2 separate regions of the Sus scrofa genome follow, and region 2 is linked to region 1. A link is a contact called in public HiChIP or PLAC-seq data. All regions are on one chromosome and are shown on one strand. Each heading gives the region's core, a stretch centred on a gene start, on an enhancer-like site or on the middle of the called end of the contact. The rest is flanking DNA. Distances are from core to core; before and after follow the strand shown. Region 1 overlaps LOC106509607 (a long non-coding RNA gene). Region 2 overlaps PPARGC1B (peroxisome proliferator-activated receptor gamma coactivator 1-beta).

Region 1 (3,310 bases), core at 277-2,776:
AGGTCCCAGGCTTTGGGTTGAGGTTCAAGCACTAGGCCCTGGGGACTGGGGGAGCAAGACCGCTGAAGATACAGAGATGCTGGCAGGAGGCAGGATTGAGAACTGGGCGCAAGGGACTTCATTGTGAGCCGGGGGCTGGACCAGAGCTGCTTGGAGCCCTCCCGTCTGAGGACGGGATTGAACCTAGCGAGCAAGGAGGCTGGACATGGGAGGGCGTCCGGGGGTCAGGAGCCCGGGTTGCAAAGGGAAATCGTTGCGGTTCGGACCCTGGCGCCCCGCTCACCAGCCGCGTGGCCTCGGCGGACACGGGACTTTCTCTCCTTGGGCGGAACCAGGAACCAGCCCTGCCTCACAGGCTGCGCTGCATCCAGACGGGGTCAGGCGGGGAAGCCCTCGGCTCTGTGTCTGGGACGCACGAGCTCTGCTGGCGTGATTGATCCGCGGGGACAGCCAGCCGGGCGGCATCTACCGTCCAGAGTGTCCCTCCCTGGCTCTGCCGGCTGGGACCCCCGGGCCGAGGCCCCTCTGGGCGGACGCTCCCCGCACCGTCAGCCTCTGCTTTAGCGTCTGTGTTCGGACCTTCACTCCCTGCGTGAGCTCTTTCCAGACTGAAAACAGGTGGCTGTCTCAAGAGGCCAGAGGTCACCCCTGGAGCCGTTGTCAGATGCTGGCTTCCTTCTCGAAAGCTCCCTCAGGCCTGGGCGGGGCGATGGGCCTCTGGGAGGCTACCTTCACCCACCCTTTGCGTTTTTCCTTCTCAAATTCTGTTTCACCCTTCCCCCCTCACCAAAAGCAGAGGCAGAATGGCAAACCCAAAACGAAAAGACAAACACAACGACACACACGCACGCAACTAGAAGAACCTCAGCCTCTATCTGTTTCCACCCCGCCGGCCACGTCCCGGGCCAGAGATGGCAGGTGTGCCCCGCTTAGGACTCCTGTGTCCCTCCCCCACCCGGAGAAGCAGAGCTGCCCGCCCAAAGCCTTGGTCCAGTGTGACTTGTGTCATTTGTGACTATGGTGTGCTTTTTGTTTTTCTTAGGGTATTACAATGTGCGTGTCCTTTAGATAAGGCTGAATGTGAAATTGGAATTATATCACTTCTTCCCCCAAGAGCCTGTCCTGCGTCCTCAGCCTCCTGGAAGGACAGCGCCACCAAATACCTCATCTGCACCCGTGAGCCCAGAGAGGGCCTTCGGCAGCCTCCCTCCGGTGATGGTGTCACGCTGCGCTCGGCTCCTCGCGCCGGAGCCTGGGGTTCACCCGCCCCCCCAGCCCTCCCGCGAGGCCTGTCAGCGCCGCCTCCAGAAGCGTCCCCAGAGCAGCCCCGGTCCCGTCTCCGCCACCTCCGTCCAGAAGCAGCCTCGTCTGTCCCCTGGGCTCCCGCAGGAGCGCCTGGCCTTCCCCTCGCCCGCGCTCCGTGCAGCAGTCACGGCGACGCTTCGGCTTAAAGCTGAACGCACCCTAAGTGCGCCCCCAGATCCGGCCGCCGGGATGGCCCCGCCCCCGCCCCCGCCCCCGCCCTGCAGTGAGGCCAGTGCTCCTCCTCCCTCCACTGCTCAGTTAGCCGCGCTCCGTCCTCACCCGGACCCTGCCCCGGCCCTTCCCTCCCCGGCACACCCTCTCCCCACATGTGCCCACGGCCGGCTTCTTGCCACACGGGTCGGCTCCTCAGCGACGCCTTCGCGACCACTCCCTCTGGGTGGCCTCTGGCCCCCGACACGCTCGGTGCCTCACCCGGTCTTCCTGTCAGTACAGAGGGGCCACTGCCTCTTCTTTTCTTGTTTATCTACTCGTCTGATGCCTTCATTTAGAAAGTAAGTTCCTCGGAGTTCCCCGTGGTGCAGGGGGTTAAGGACCTGGCGTTGTCACTGCTGCGGCTGAGGTGGCCGCTGTGACACAGGTTCCATCCCTGGCCCAGGCGTTTCCACATGCCACGGGCATGGCCACAGAGAGGTAAGTTTCTCCCAGGGAAGGGCTCCATCATCGTATTCACTTCCAGATCCCGATAATCCTTAGCCTGTCCCAAATGGGCGATGCCTACTCCGCCGAAACATTGGTCATGGTTGATCTGAAATTCAAGTTTAGCCAGGCTCCCCGTATTCTAACTGACAGTCCTACCCGAGGCCCATGGTACCACATCTCGGGGACATGGTGCCAAGAGCGGAAGCCAGACTGAAGAGAAGAGAGCAAATGATGTGGGCGAGAGAGGCGGCGGGAGAGGCAGGGTAACAGAGGCCCCGGTGGCCCAGTGTTCGCCCTCTGACGGTGTCGGGAAGTCCCACAGCTCGGTGGCCCAAGGTCGGTGCCACCCCTGTGCTTTCTGTACTTTGTTTCCAGGCATCAATAAAGTCCCCTTTCACTTCGAAATAACAGCCGACGTTCTTGAGCACGTATGTGTGCCAGGCACTGGGCCGAGCGCTTGGATGCACTGTCTCGCTGAGGCTGTCACCTCAGTGTCACCTCACACAGCTCGCTGAGGGTGTTGCTGTGTGGCGTCTACAGAGGAAGCGCTGAGGGACAGAGACCCTAAATAACGTCCTCAAGGTCACGCAGACTTGAAGCGGCAGAGCCGGGCTCCACAGCCAGGCCGTCCGATGCCAGCGTGTGGGACCACTGCGAGGAGAAGCCGTCCCTCGTCCCCCAGGAGGTCCCAGGTGGCTTGGGTCGAGCAGACACCGGACTGCTGACCCTCGCGTGGCAGGCGGCCTCACGTGAGGGCTCAGGAACCAGACGAGCCAGGCTCAGAGCCACCTCCCTCACCCCTGGGGTGACTTTGGGAAAGCTCCCCTCTTGCTCTGAGCCTCAGCTTCCTCTCCTAGAAAGCGGAGTTGACAGTAACAGTAGCTCTTGCACAGGATGGACGTGGGGCTTTGATTAATTAATGCCTGTATACACACGTAAAGAGCCATCAGATCCATGAGCCTTTAATAAATATTTACGGACATCTTTATTATTTGCAGCTTTTCTCTGATGCCCAGCACAGGCCCTGGCACGAAGGAAGTGCTCCTGATTCCTGCAAGAATGAAAGTAAGAAGAGCGAATATTAGTAAGAAGCCTGGCAGCTGATTATGCAGCACCTTCTACGTGCTAAGCACCCTCTCGGCCCATCCCCACCACAGCCCTGCCAAGTCGGTGACTTACAGTCGAGGAGACGGAGGCTTCAAGGCATCGAGTGACCACAGAGGCCACAGAGAGAGGCCTGGAGGTAGGATCTCAGCCCTGGTTTATAGGGAGAGCACGCTGGATCTGTGGTTCCCTCAAGGGATGCCGGGAGCAGATGGGCTGCCCTGCCCTGTTTTCCTGTGGA
Region 2 (3,015 bases), core at 253-2,752, 140 kb after region 1:
GGGAAGGGGCCCAGCGCCTGGCGGGGCCATCGCCGGCCGAGAGCCCGAGCCGTCGGGGGCTCGTTGCAGAGGTGATGCCCTGGCCGGCGTCTGCAGCCTGGGGAGGCCGAGCCAGGAGAGGAGGGTTCGTGGGGACTTGGGGTGTTGTTAAGGGCGGTGACAAGTCAGGGAGGGCTTCTCCGAGAGTGAGCGGCACCCCTCGTCTCAGCTGTGGCCCCAGCTCCCTGGCAATGGTGGGCTGGCCCCAGCTCTGGCTCTCTCGGAGGCGGTCTACACCACAGCTTGTTGCCGAGGCATTCTGGGCCCGAGAGACTCTCCACATCCTGCTTAGTGAAGTCACGTGACTGCCCAAGTCTCAGCATCTTCGTCTGTAAAACGGGGGGCACCCCCTCTGCTGAGCTCTGAGTGGCGGGTAACACCTCTGCAGGAAGTGGATTCTTAATGGGTCAAATGAACCCTCTATGGCCTTCATTTTTTTATTTTTATCTTTTTTAAATCTTTTTGTCTTCTTAGGGCCGCATGGGTGGCATATGGAGGTTCCCAGGCTAGGGGTCTAATCGGAGCTGTAGCCACCGGCCTACACCACAGTCACAGCACCACGGGATCCGAGCTGCACCTGTGACCTACACCACAGCTCACGGCAACACCGGATCCTTAACCCACTGAGCAAGGCCAGGGTTTGAACTTGCAGCCTCATGGTTCCTAGTCGGAGTCGTTAACCACTGCGCCACGACAGGAACTCCGACATAGCCTTTAAATTGCCGGTGAAAGAGCGCGTTATGAGGAATAGCTTTGTGTGTGGGGGTTGGGGAATATATAGGATTCCTGTGCAAAATGCCATGTCCCTGTATTTCTGATATGTAAGAAGGAAACAGAATTTGGCTCTTTGTGTGCTTGGTCTTCGCCAAGCGCTCCATGTTGAAATCGCTCCGGTTTTAAAGAGGAGGGCGGTGGGGCCACTGCGTGGGTTTGGGTTAATAAAAAGGGAAAACCTAATTCATGAACTGCCTCGTAATCCCTCCTGCTTCCCAGCCCAGGGCGCTGGCGGCTTGGGGGTGGCGCGCCCGCAGGGGTTCCCCAGGGAGCCCAGCGTGGGAAGCTCAGGCCCAGATGGCCCGGGAGGCCCTCCCAGCTCCCACGCTGTGCAGCGGCCCCGGCGGGGCAGTCGTGGGCTGAGCTCAGCTGAGTCACCTGTCCCTTGGCGGGCGGTGAGCCTTGGCTGACAAGCCGAGGCTCGTGTGGTGGTGGCTGAGCCCCGGCCTGGCTTCTGGGGGGAGCCGGCCTCAGCTACCCTTGGCGCCCCCAGCGCCCCGGGGGCCCCTCTGCTCAGGACCCCCGGGAGCCTGCCCCCCTGGGGCTGCCCTTCCCGAGCGTGGGTGAGATGCTGCAGCTCCGCGGCACGTGGGCCCGGCTGCCCGCAGCCCAGGCGGCCTGGGCTGCAGACGTGAGTCTGCGCCTTGCTGGCCCGGCCCCTGTGACATTTCCTCAGATGCCACCAAGGGGCTCCCTGACCTTCGCTCGCCTGCCAGGAGCCCCGCTCGGCCTCTTTCTGGGTTATTTATAACAGTGTTAACAGGCAAAAGGGCTTCTCAGCCGAGCCCTGGCCCCGCTCCCTCGGGTCCCCTGCCAGCCTCGGCAGGAGTCACAGAAATCGAACCACAGGACGTGGCCGCTGGGGACCCCAGAGAACCTCCGGGGGTGCTGGGCGCTTTACTTTAGGTCCCTGGGACTCTTTAAAATTCAGTGTCACGTTATTGTGGGTGAAATACACGTACCGTAAAACCGGCCGTGTCGAAGTGCACCCGTTGCTGGTCTTGACCACATTCCCGGTTTCGTGCAGACGCCCCCCCCCCGCCCCCCGGCATCTCACACAGCACTGGCTGACCTGTGCCAGCCCTGCCGCCCCGGCCCTGGGCCTTTGGATTTTGAGGAAACCGCACGCATTGTAGCTGAAAGGAAAAGCGTGCCAGGTCAGGGTCCCACAGCAGGAGTGGGTTCAGCGTCCCCCCACCGCCCCCAGGGCTGCCTTCCTTTTTGCCCAGGACTGGCCTCAGAACAGGCCGACCATGAACCGGCTTGCAGCTGCAGCCGAATCTACTCACTTAGCACACGTCACTCCTTTCATTATAGACCAGGCCAGTGTGTTGCAGCTCACCTCAAAACTGAATGCCGGAGCTCCCGTTGTGGCCCAGCAGGTTAAGACCCAGACTGTATCCCTGAGGACACGGGTTCTATCCCTGGCCTCGCTCAGTGGCGTAAGGATCCGGCGTTGCAGTGAGAGCTGTGGCGTGGCTGCAGATGCGGCTCGGATCCGGCGTGGCCGTGGCTGTGGTGCAGGCCGGCAGCTGCAGCTCTGTTTTGACCCCTAGCCTGGGAACCTCCACATGCACAGGTGCAGACCTCAAAAGAAAGGAAAAAACAGCAAAACCAAACCCCACACTGACTGCTGCTCCCCCCTGGGTTGAACTTCTCTCCGGAAAAGAATACTAGCAGTCCCTCACCCGGAGAAAGCACTGGAGACTTCTCCAGACACGTCAGTGGCCAGGCCTGGGATTCTCCGCAGCAGCCAGAGGGTGATGGCTTCCACTGTAGAGGCGTGGACACTCAGGCTCCAGAGGGACGGGGTGGAGGATCGGGGCTGACCCTGCTTTGGTCACCTGCTCATTCGGCAACTCTTTCATCCTCATTCAGCCAGGCGGCGAGTAGAGTGAGGCAAAGGCCCTCGGCCCAGGCACGAAATTTAAGGAGATGCCAAAAACTCAGTCATCAAGATAAATCATATTAAATGCAACATTTAAAAGTTATGGTAGTAACCAGAGTTCTCGTCGAGGCTCAGCGGAAATGAATCTAAGATCATGAGGTTGCGGGTTCCATCCCTGGCCTCGCCCGTGGGTTCAGGATCCGGCGTTGCCGTGAGCTGAGGTGTAGGTCGCAGGTGCGGACTGGATCTGGCATTGCTGTGGCTGTGGGGTAGGCCGGCAGCTGCAGCTCCGATGAGACCCCTCGCCCGGGAGC

The links. HiChIP or PLAC-seq counts read pairs in DNA pulled down with a chosen protein or histone mark.
Region 2: a contact with region 1 is called in an H3K27ac HiChIP or PLAC-seq map of skeletal muscle, with 5 times the contacts expected there. The contact joins two enhancer-like sites. A contact is called at or near these places in 4 of 47 Hi-C or Micro-C datasets (heart right ventricle, liver, omental adipose tissue and 1 more) and 2 of 2 datasets of contacts at active chromatin or transcription factors (alveolar macrophages and skeletal muscle).

The regions. Positions count from the first base shown.
Region 1 is chr2:150,742,720-150,746,029 of Sscrofa11.1, forward strand. LOC106509607 (a long non-coding RNA gene) reads right to left here. Exons shown (of 4, transcript XR_001307281.2): 4 at 2,903-3,016. It also overlaps a transcript of ARHGEF37 not described here. Among named protein-coding and RNA genes, the nearest start is that of PPARGC1B, 79 kb to the right of the region's middle. Within about 2 kb of position 1,527, at least 14 of the 83 cell types and tissues checked have an H3K27ac peak or open chromatin away from gene starts, as enhancers often do.
Region 2 is chr2:150,880,434-150,883,448 of Sscrofa11.1, forward strand. All of the region lies in intron 1 of PPARGC1B (peroxisome proliferator-activated receptor gamma coactivator 1-beta), which reads left to right. Among named protein-coding and RNA genes, the nearest start is that of MIR378-1, 56 kb to the left of the region's middle. Within about 2 kb of position 1,503, at least 13 of the 83 cell types and tissues checked have an H3K27ac peak or open chromatin away from gene starts, as enhancers often do.